3 separate regions of the Mus musculus genome follow, and regions 2 and 3 are each linked to region 1. A link is a contact called in public Hi-C data. All regions are on one chromosome and are shown on one strand. Each heading gives the region's core, a stretch centred on a gene start, on an enhancer-like site or on the middle of the called end of the contact. The rest is flanking DNA. Distances are from core to core; before and after follow the strand shown. Region 1 has its middle 50 kb from the start of Gm31026. Region 2 has its middle 120 kb from the start of Gm40048. Region 3 has its middle 98 kb from the start of Gm40048.

What was found. A called contact is a pair of places that touch in the nucleus more often than the background predicts.
Region 2: a Hi-C map of pro-B cells shows a contact between it and region 1, with 4 times the contacts expected there. The contact joins two enhancer-like sites. A contact is called at or near these places in 2 of 484 Hi-C or Micro-C datasets (large pre-B cells and pro-B cells).
Region 3: a Hi-C map of pro-B cells shows a contact between it and region 1, with 5 times the contacts expected there. The contact joins two enhancer-like sites.

What each region holds. Positions count from the first base shown.
Region 1 is chr3:53,973,826-53,976,709 of GRCm38.p6, forward strand. No RefSeq gene overlaps it. Among named protein-coding and RNA genes, the nearest start is that of Gm31026, 50 kb to the left of the region's middle. Within about 2 kb of position 1,531, at least 36 of the 459 cell types and tissues checked have an H3K27ac peak or open chromatin away from gene starts, as enhancers often do. A contact at or near this core is called in pro-B cells, where this site is marked.
Region 2 is chr3:53,276,803-53,279,686 of GRCm38.p6, forward strand. No RefSeq gene overlaps it. Among named protein-coding and RNA genes, the nearest start is that of Gm40048, 120 kb to the right of the region's middle. Within about 2 kb of position 1,384, at least 14 of the 459 cell types and tissues checked have an H3K27ac peak or open chromatin away from gene starts, as enhancers often do. A contact at or near this core is called in pro-B cells, where this site is marked.
Region 3 is chr3:53,296,033-53,298,916 of GRCm38.p6, forward strand. No RefSeq gene overlaps it. Among named protein-coding and RNA genes, the nearest start is that of Gm40048, 98 kb to the right of the region's middle. Within about 2 kb of position 1,364, at least 8 of the 459 cell types and tissues checked have an H3K27ac peak or open chromatin away from gene starts, as enhancers often do. A contact at or near this core is called in pro-B cells, where this site is marked.

The sequences.
Region 1 (2,884 bases), core at 281-2,780:
GAGGGCATGTCCTTGAAGGAGACAGTGGGACCCCAGATGTTTCCCTCCCTAATTTTTTGCTTCATGTTCGTAAGGCTCATGGCCTTTGCCCTACTCCACTTCCTACCATGATATATTGCATCTAGATGTGCCCCAAAGCATGGGAACCAACTGATTATGGCCAGAACCTCCAAAACTATGATCAGAATTACATATTTTCCCTTACTGCTAATTGTCAGGTGTCTGTGTCAAGCACTGTAAAGTTGACTGACTTATGCTCTCATCAGAGGTGGTGCATTGGTTAAAGTTAGCTAGGACCGAGGCCAGCAAGATGACATGGTTCATAAAGGCAATTGATGAAGAAGTCTAGCAGTGTGGTTCACCTCTGGTGGAAGGAGGGAACAGATTCCACAAAGCTGTTCTCTGGCATGTGCCATGGTACCTTACACAGAAAAATAATAATGGACAATAATTTAAATTACCAAGATGGAAATATACTTTTAAAATGTTTGTGATAAAATACATTCTTTTATTTATCAGTAAGACATTTTCAAATATGATATATATTTTTTTAAAAAGCAAGCAAGCAAATGCCATGTATAAAATGGGATCCATTATGAATGTGGAATGTGCAGAAGTCAATGTATCTTTGATGGCATTCCAGTCTCTAAGGCCTGGACAATCTCTGCACAAGCATCCTGCCCATTGGGGCAGGTTCTTCCCACAGTAAATCATTGGTAAGAACTCTCCTAAGACTTCTGTCTATGCCTTATGGAATTCCTAGGCCCTGTTCTTGACTTCCATTATCAGCATTGCTAGCCTAAGGGAGCTGATGGGCTTGGTACCAGGGCTTAAGTGCAAACTCTTTGAACAGATTGAAACAATAGAGCTTAATCATTTTTTTTAAATAATCAATCAAGCAAGATTCTTCTACACTTATCAGCCCTGTTTTACTAAGAATTAAGGAGAAAATGGCTGAGTTTACTGTTATAACAGCAACATCATAAAAATTAGTAATATCTTCAACTGCACTTATAAAATTATGATGTTGACAATTGTAATCATATACATGCACTTCTAATCGAGGAACTGAATGTCCTTCCTTTTGATAATTAGCTTTAAGTGAGGTAGCAGAACAGAGTGTTTGTAGAAGGGGATGAAGGAGATTCAAGTTTTATCTGAGAAACAGGAGGTGGAGGCATTGGCAGGCTCAGTTTGGCCAGAAAACAGCAAGGCAACAGCTGTCATTTCCTCTGCTAAGAACTAGAGCTAGATCCAAAGCCAGTCCAGTTGGGGAAGGAGATGCTAGCTGAACGAAGGGGGACCAGAGCCCCTTCTCCTTCCCCATCTCTTCCTCCGGAGTTCCATTTCTGCATTACCTTTGCACGTTTCAAGTTGCTGCGATGTTTACCTTCTTGTCTGTTATTCTGAATGTGAGCTGGAGCAGGGAGGGCGTGTCTGGCTTCTGTGCACATCCCCCACCATCGCCAGGGCCAGGTGCAAATGCTTGAGAGACGTGTGTTAAATCAAGTGGAAAGCATTCTGAGAAATAGAGACGCATCCAAATGTGGCTGGATGTGTTTACAGGGGCTGTACCCAGTTCCTGGAGACCATCACACAGGCTGAAGGCAGACACCGTGGGCAGCACTGGGGAGCTTGTTTCCAGCTCTAGCTGGGGGCAGCTCAGCAACTGTCAGTTCTGTGAGGCGTGAGGGTTTTGGGTAGGATTTGCAGTATAATTCTGAGTTCTTCCTAAGTGGATACAATTTCAATGGTGCGTTAGATTTTTTTTTCTTTTTTTAAATCAGAAAAACAAAAACATCTTGGGAACATTAGTAGAGACTCTTGCAGGAAGGTCCAAGTCTGTGACTAACTTGCCACATGAAATACATAATGTCCTGGAGGTAATATTAAGTGAATCACTCGTTTTATTTTTCTAGAATGTCAGTTTGTGCTATTTTTCTTAAAACCATATGTCATTATGAGAAAATATCAGACCTCACATTTAAGGCTCTTTCAGTATTGAATAGGATTTTTAAAAAAAATTTTTTTTTTATGATCAAGACCATAATATTAATCCCCACTGCTTAGAATGTTTGTGTGAGAACTAGAAATGACGGCTAAATGTACCCGTCCACACTGGAAGGACCAAACCCTTCTAATCCTACATTCAGGACATTTTCAGACGTAGTGGGAGGAGTCTTGTGATTTAACACCAAACTTCTTCATATTTTCATTTTAATTATGTTTGCACATATTAGCTTCTGTTGGTTAAAAATCTGTTTTTGAAATATATTCCTCACATGAATTTCCTGTATATGTAAAATCATGCCTTGTTTTTTTTTATGCAGATAATTTCAATCATCTGTATGTTTCTTTAACCTTTTTCCATCTCTTAAAATGTAGTTTATTTTCTAGCTGTTCATGATTTTGCCCCAGGGCGCTGGGTCAGTGTGTCTTAAATACTTACGTTTTGGACAAACTACCCGTGAGGAAACTAATCAAGTTATGGATATAACGCATATGAAGAAGAACAGCCGCACTGGCAGTTTCAATATAGGCTCCATCTCACGGAGTGGCCTGAAGGGGAAATAAATAAATAGATCAATAAATAAAAATGAGTAAGTGGTTGGTTACTCCCAGAACATTTTTGCTAATATTGTACCATTAGAGCTTTCAGGTAAATCACTGTTATAGGCCACTGGATATTTATTTTATTTTACTTATTTTAATTTTTGGCACTCTTTATCTTATTGGGCTTTTTGTTTTTTATTTTTTATTTGTGTGTGTGTGTGTGTGTGTGTGTGTGTGTGTGAGAGAGAGAGAGAGAGAGAGAGAGAGAGAGAGAGAGAGGACATGAAGTTGGGTAGGTAGGGAGGTGAGGAAGATCTAGGAGGAGTTGGGA
Region 2 (2,884 bases), core at 134-2,633, 700 kb before region 1:
GTTTGTTTAAGATCTCTTCCTCCTCAGGTGTCAGCTTGGCCCCTTGCTTGCAGCCCAGGGTCAGTGCATAGTGTGACTGGTACCACTGTCAGTACTGTGTGCCATCAGTAAGCACAATGCAATTGTTCACCAGGGTCTTGGTGCAGACCGGCTCGTTATGGGGTGCATGGTAGACAATATTAATAATCTTTGCTTTGTAAGTAAAACACGCATAGCCCTAGGAAAAGTTCCCCAAGTTCCATCTCAGGGCACAGTACTCCTTCTTGCTTTCTGGAACTCAGACTGCATGTATATCCTGAGGGACAGGCCATCCCAGCTCATACTTTCCATTCCTGTGATAGGGCTTTCTCTTACCTTAGTCATGTGGCACTTCTGCCGGCTGCCCTGAGAGATGCCCAGTGCTAGGTGTTGGCTGGAAAGAGTAGTTATATTTTTCAATTTGTTCCTTGTCACAAAACTAGGAACTCTGAGAGAACAAACTATCTGATTTGTTTTTACTGTGGTACCCTTAAGCACAGCACTGTGGATAACAAATATCAGAACCAACAACATTTTCTGGTTAAATTTGTTTTTTGCTTCAAAAATTCTCAGCCAGACTTTTATGCCTGGCTTCCTTGATTTGTCTGATTGTTACAATTCAGATTCTCAGTGGCATAATCCTGTAGATGACATTGAAGGAACAACCCCAGCTATGAAGACTGGGTCATGAATCCATCGCAAGGGCCACTCACAAATAAACTACATTTAGATCATAAAGAGGAAGGAAAAGAAAGAAAGTAACTCCTCCTTGGAACTAAGTCATTCATTGGCAACAGTTCATGGATGTCTGAAAGGTAGACCTTCTTTGATTCTGTGGTGTAGCTGTGTGAGAGAGACCTGTACAATTGACAGAGTAATTGGATTTTGAATCACTTAAAAGCTCCGACCTCTGTCTTGTCCCTCCCACTTCTAAGCCATTTATTTTCTTTGATAGTTCCTGATTATTTCGTGTCCTCTTTTTTTAAATGTATTTTGAGATCTTTGTTTCTATTTCAGAGCACCATAATTTGCACCTGCAAATGAGGAGATAACATGGTGAGAGAGTTCACTGATTTGAGATTAAAATCCCAGGTCTCCCCTCACAATCTGTTAACAAGGAGAGATTACTCATCTGCTCTCAGTCTTGACTGCTTTGTTTGTAAAACTGTAGCAATCCTATTTGTTATATATAACAGTGAAGTAAATGAAATAAAATATGTAGAAAGGTCTCAACACAAAGTGTGGCACTTACTAAAGGCTAAGTGGTTTTTATAATAATGATTTTCTTTTCTTCTGTATCCACTGGTGCATAAAGCCTTTCTGGAAGTCTAAGAAACTACTTCCTGCCCAGTGACCCATGATGCCTGTCTCAACAGATGTCAACTGATAGACAGTTCTCCATGGTACACAGGGTTAGAGCTGAGTTCTTCCCGCCCTCAGTGCTATCCGTTACTGCAATATCACATGTGCAAGTGTGCAAGTGTACAAGTTTGCAAATGTGCAAGTGTGATACACCTCAGCCTACATTTCCAAGCTTTCTTCAAACCACACTCTTCCTGTCCTGCAAACAGCCACCACTTGGCAATTCAAGACTAAAGATAGGCTGCCCTTTTGCTGATCTGACAGCGATATGAACCTTTAGAATGTCCAACAGGGACTTTTATGTTCCCAGGAACGTGGTTAGAGAAACATGGTATAACTGGATACCTTGGAATTCTACCCCTACCCCGTGTGTGTGTGGGTACAGCTGGAAGAGACTGGAGCAAGGGGATCCAAAAGCAGAGTTCAGGCTAGAGCTTAATTTATCTGGGGTCGGTAATGCTTGGTCTCTCTAGGCAGCCAGAGTCCCTTCTGTCTGATACTCTTAGCAATGCCAGTGTTCCTGGGCATAGGGGCTGGCCTCTCCCACCAAGGCCTTGGAAGCGACCAGGAAACCTCATAGCTTCTGCTGAGCATGTCAGAGCTGTTCCAGCATTAACTGATGCAGACTTCCTGTGGTGCCCATTCCTCAAATGTCCACTAGACCCTTCTCATAACTCCTCCCCTTTGATAACATCTCTTTCCCTTAACATTTGCTAGGTGGACACTTAAATAACATGAAGATCAAGTCAAGCATGGGGGACCAGAGAAGAATCTCGGGATTAACAGAAGGAGAAGAGATCCGCTGTAGTCCAGTACCCTTGGATTAAACCCTGAAGATCAGCACCCTCCTCCTTCCCTCAGGATACAGTCTGTGGTCCCTCTGCTTTAAAATCTGCGGCTCTATTCACAGTAGTTGCTCACCTTTTATTGCTGAAAAGCTTGGCCTATGACTACACAAGACTAGGGATGAAGTGGTACCTTGTTGAGAGGATTTTTTTTTTTAAAGAAATAATTCGGCAAGAAAAATAGCCATGAGCATAATTCAATAAGCAAACTCGCGGTGAGGATGAAGCACATGCAGAAGGTCATAAAACTTCCCAGCAAAGGAAATCAATGTCTTTAAGTATGATTTGTCATTTGGAATTTGGAGTCTAAGCCACAGTGCCTTCCCTGGGGTACGAGCATTTAGTGCTAGACAAAGAAGATTAGCTTTCTTTCCTACAGAGCAGAAAGAAGTATGCTTTTCTGGTGAGCCCAGCAAGGAGGTCCCTGGGGATGGCCTCGCTAATTAGATAGTTCAGTTGGACTGGTGCAGTACTCATATAGAAGTATACATAAGGGGCTAGAGAGATGGCTCAGAGGTTAAGAGTTGTGGCTGCTTTTCCAGAGATCCTGAGTTCAATTCCCAGCACCTTATAGGTGGTAGCTTACAACCATCTATAAGATCTGGTTCCCTCTTCTGGTGTGCAGGCATACACGCAGGGAGAAAACTGTATAAATAATA
Region 3 (2,884 bases), core at 114-2,613, 680 kb before region 1:
ACCACAACAAGCATTGCAAGGTAGCCCTGCATAAAGGTACAAGAGTGGCACACATATATTTGTCCTAACCACTGTGGTGGCTTGAATAGGAATGGCCCCCAGAGGTTCATATATTTAGATGCTTGGTCCTAAGGGATTAGCACGACTTGATAGGAATTAGGAGGTGTGGCCTTGTTGTAATAGGTGGGTGGGCTTTGAGGTTTCAGAAGTTCAAGCCAGGCCCAGTGGCTTCCTCTTTCTCTTCCCACTGCCTGCTGATCTAAATGTAGAACTCTTGGCTCCTGTCTAGTAGCATGTCTGCTAGCATGAGCGCCTGCGTGCTTCTCACCATGACAAGAGTGGACTAAACTACTGGACCTGCTAGCCAGTCCCAATTAAGTGTTTGCCTTTATAAGAATTGCCATAGGTGTGGCGTCTCTTCACAGCAACAGAGCATCAACTAAAACACCAGCACTGCTGCCTTTGCCAGGGGAGAACCATGAGCAGATCCGGTAAGGACCGGCCATCACGGAAGCGGGGTCTGAGCCTCGCTGAACTGTGCTGTCACAGACCCTTGAGATTCTACCTGGAAACCTGGTTGAGTTGAGTGATGTTTTCAGTCATTTTAGCCCCAGGTATAAGGATGAGGGGCTGCTTTGGATGATGGGCAGTAGCGGACCATAATTCCCCCCATGCTCTAGCAGAAGCACGGTTTTGCCAGCTGCAGATAATTTCTGCAATTGGGTGATGTTTGGAATTCTGGGAACTTTTCAGAGGGTGCATAAGTGCTTAGGGCCCTGAGAGGAAGTTGGTGGTGATTGTTGGTCATGCAGGGGGTTGGTTCTGGTTTGTTAGTAGTTGTGTTCAAAGAAGAAACAAAAAGAAAGATTTATTATCTAGTGATGGGGGGTAAATCCAGGGAAATGAAGGATAAGACTTCCCTAAAGATGAAGGATGAAAAAAAGAAGAACCCACAAAGTAACAAAGACTGGCTACAATTGAGCCTGACTAGTCCGTGACTTCTTACAGGAATGAGTATAATAAATTAGTATTATGTAAAACTCAACTGTGGTAATTTACTGCTACAGCAATAATCAAATGATACAGATAACTTCACAGTGGCAGCTGGCTCTCCTGGCTCCCAACCCACAAATGCATGATCCAGCTCGTACACGGATACCTGGTCTGACACACTGTGAGTGGGTTTTTCAGAGTTTATTTCATTACCACATGGGGATCAGGAATCAAACATCATAATTAACCCCCAGAGACAGTAGATTGGTCCACATTAATTAAAAGGTCACAGTCTAAAGGAGGACTTATGAGATTCGCCAAGCCCGTGCAGTTAGGAAGTTGCCCGACACTCTTACACAGGGCTTGTGAGCCACCAGTTTCTAAGGAACTGACTGCCAGCTGACAAGCCCAGCCTGGCACCTGTGCAGAGCGTACCGTTCTGGAATGATTTGTTTTTATTCTGGTTTCAATCTGTATCTCCTTTCAGATTGTTATAAGTAATTAACTCTGAGTAAATGGCCCCCAGACATTAATGGATACTAATCACTGGGGTGGATATGATTCCTGGGACCTGAAGCAGAGCACCCTCCAGTTTGTCCCTATTCTACTTCAGAAGAACAAACCTCCCCGTTTTCTGATCCCACGGGGCTTCTTCGTGTAAAAGAAGAGAAGCGGAGTCATGAGAGCAGAACGACCCTCATTGTTGAGGGCAAAACCATCATGGCTTAGAAAACTGTTTGCTCCACAACCACAAAGGCCTGGGCTCTGATCCCCTGCAACAGAGAAGCCGCCCAGGGCATTAGAGTCTTCCTTTACCCCACTTCACCCATGCAGTCCAGTGTGAAGTTTACAATGCTACAGTGTTGGATGGCATGCCTAAGAGAGGACATGAGCTTGCAATGCTTTAAAACAAAGTGTGTCTAAGGTTATATCTGAGTGGGTAGTTACCTATAAACATAAACCTCAGAGTTTCTTACAAGGGGGAGCTCTCTCCCCTTTGGTATTTATAGAAGCTGTGTTTAGAGGAGTCACATGATGTCATGATGTATAAATCAAGACACACACACATGCCCTAGTTTGCTTTCTGTTGGCGTGATAAACACAACCACCAAAAGTGACTTGGGGAGGAAAGGGTTTATTACATCAAACACATTATAATCTTATAAAAGGATGTCAGGACAGGACCTCAAGCAGAAACCATAGAGGAATGCTGCTCACTCGCTTGCTTTCTCTGGCTTTCACCATTCTCCTGTCTATTTCTGTGAGATCAACTTTACTTTTAGATTCTACCTGAGTGGTAGCACCAAGCTGGCCCTCACTTATTTCTCTAAACATAGTGATTTCCAGCTCCGTCGGTGTATTGCAATGACAGGATGTAATGCTTCTATGACTGCTTTCTCTTCTACTCAGTATGTGCGCCATCTCTTCCTTAGTCATTCATCACTCAGTGGGCACTTAGCTTTCCTCCAGCACAGACTTGATGTTAAAGTTGCATGGCGTCTTCTCTGAGAGCATCAGAAGTCGCACAGACAGACAAGTGCCCTTGAAGAGTGTGAACGTAATTTTCCTTCAGGATCCTCTATGACTGGTCTTAAGTATCTATGTGAACAGGGTTTTAGCCTCTGTAAGACTTAACTATTGTGGAAGTAGAAAGAAATTAAGGAGTGTGTTTCTAGGTCCTTGTAAACCAACAGCTGCTTCTAGGCTTACAGATGAGACTACCACTCCTATTTGCTGCCAGTGTTCTCACTATGGATTATATTAAGCATGGCCACTAGTCACATGACTAAGTTGTTATCATCCCGACCACATAGAAAATTATTTGAGGTCTTCTGATGATAGAAAGACAACAAACCATGATGTTCGCACAAATCTTCCCAGAGTCTTAGTT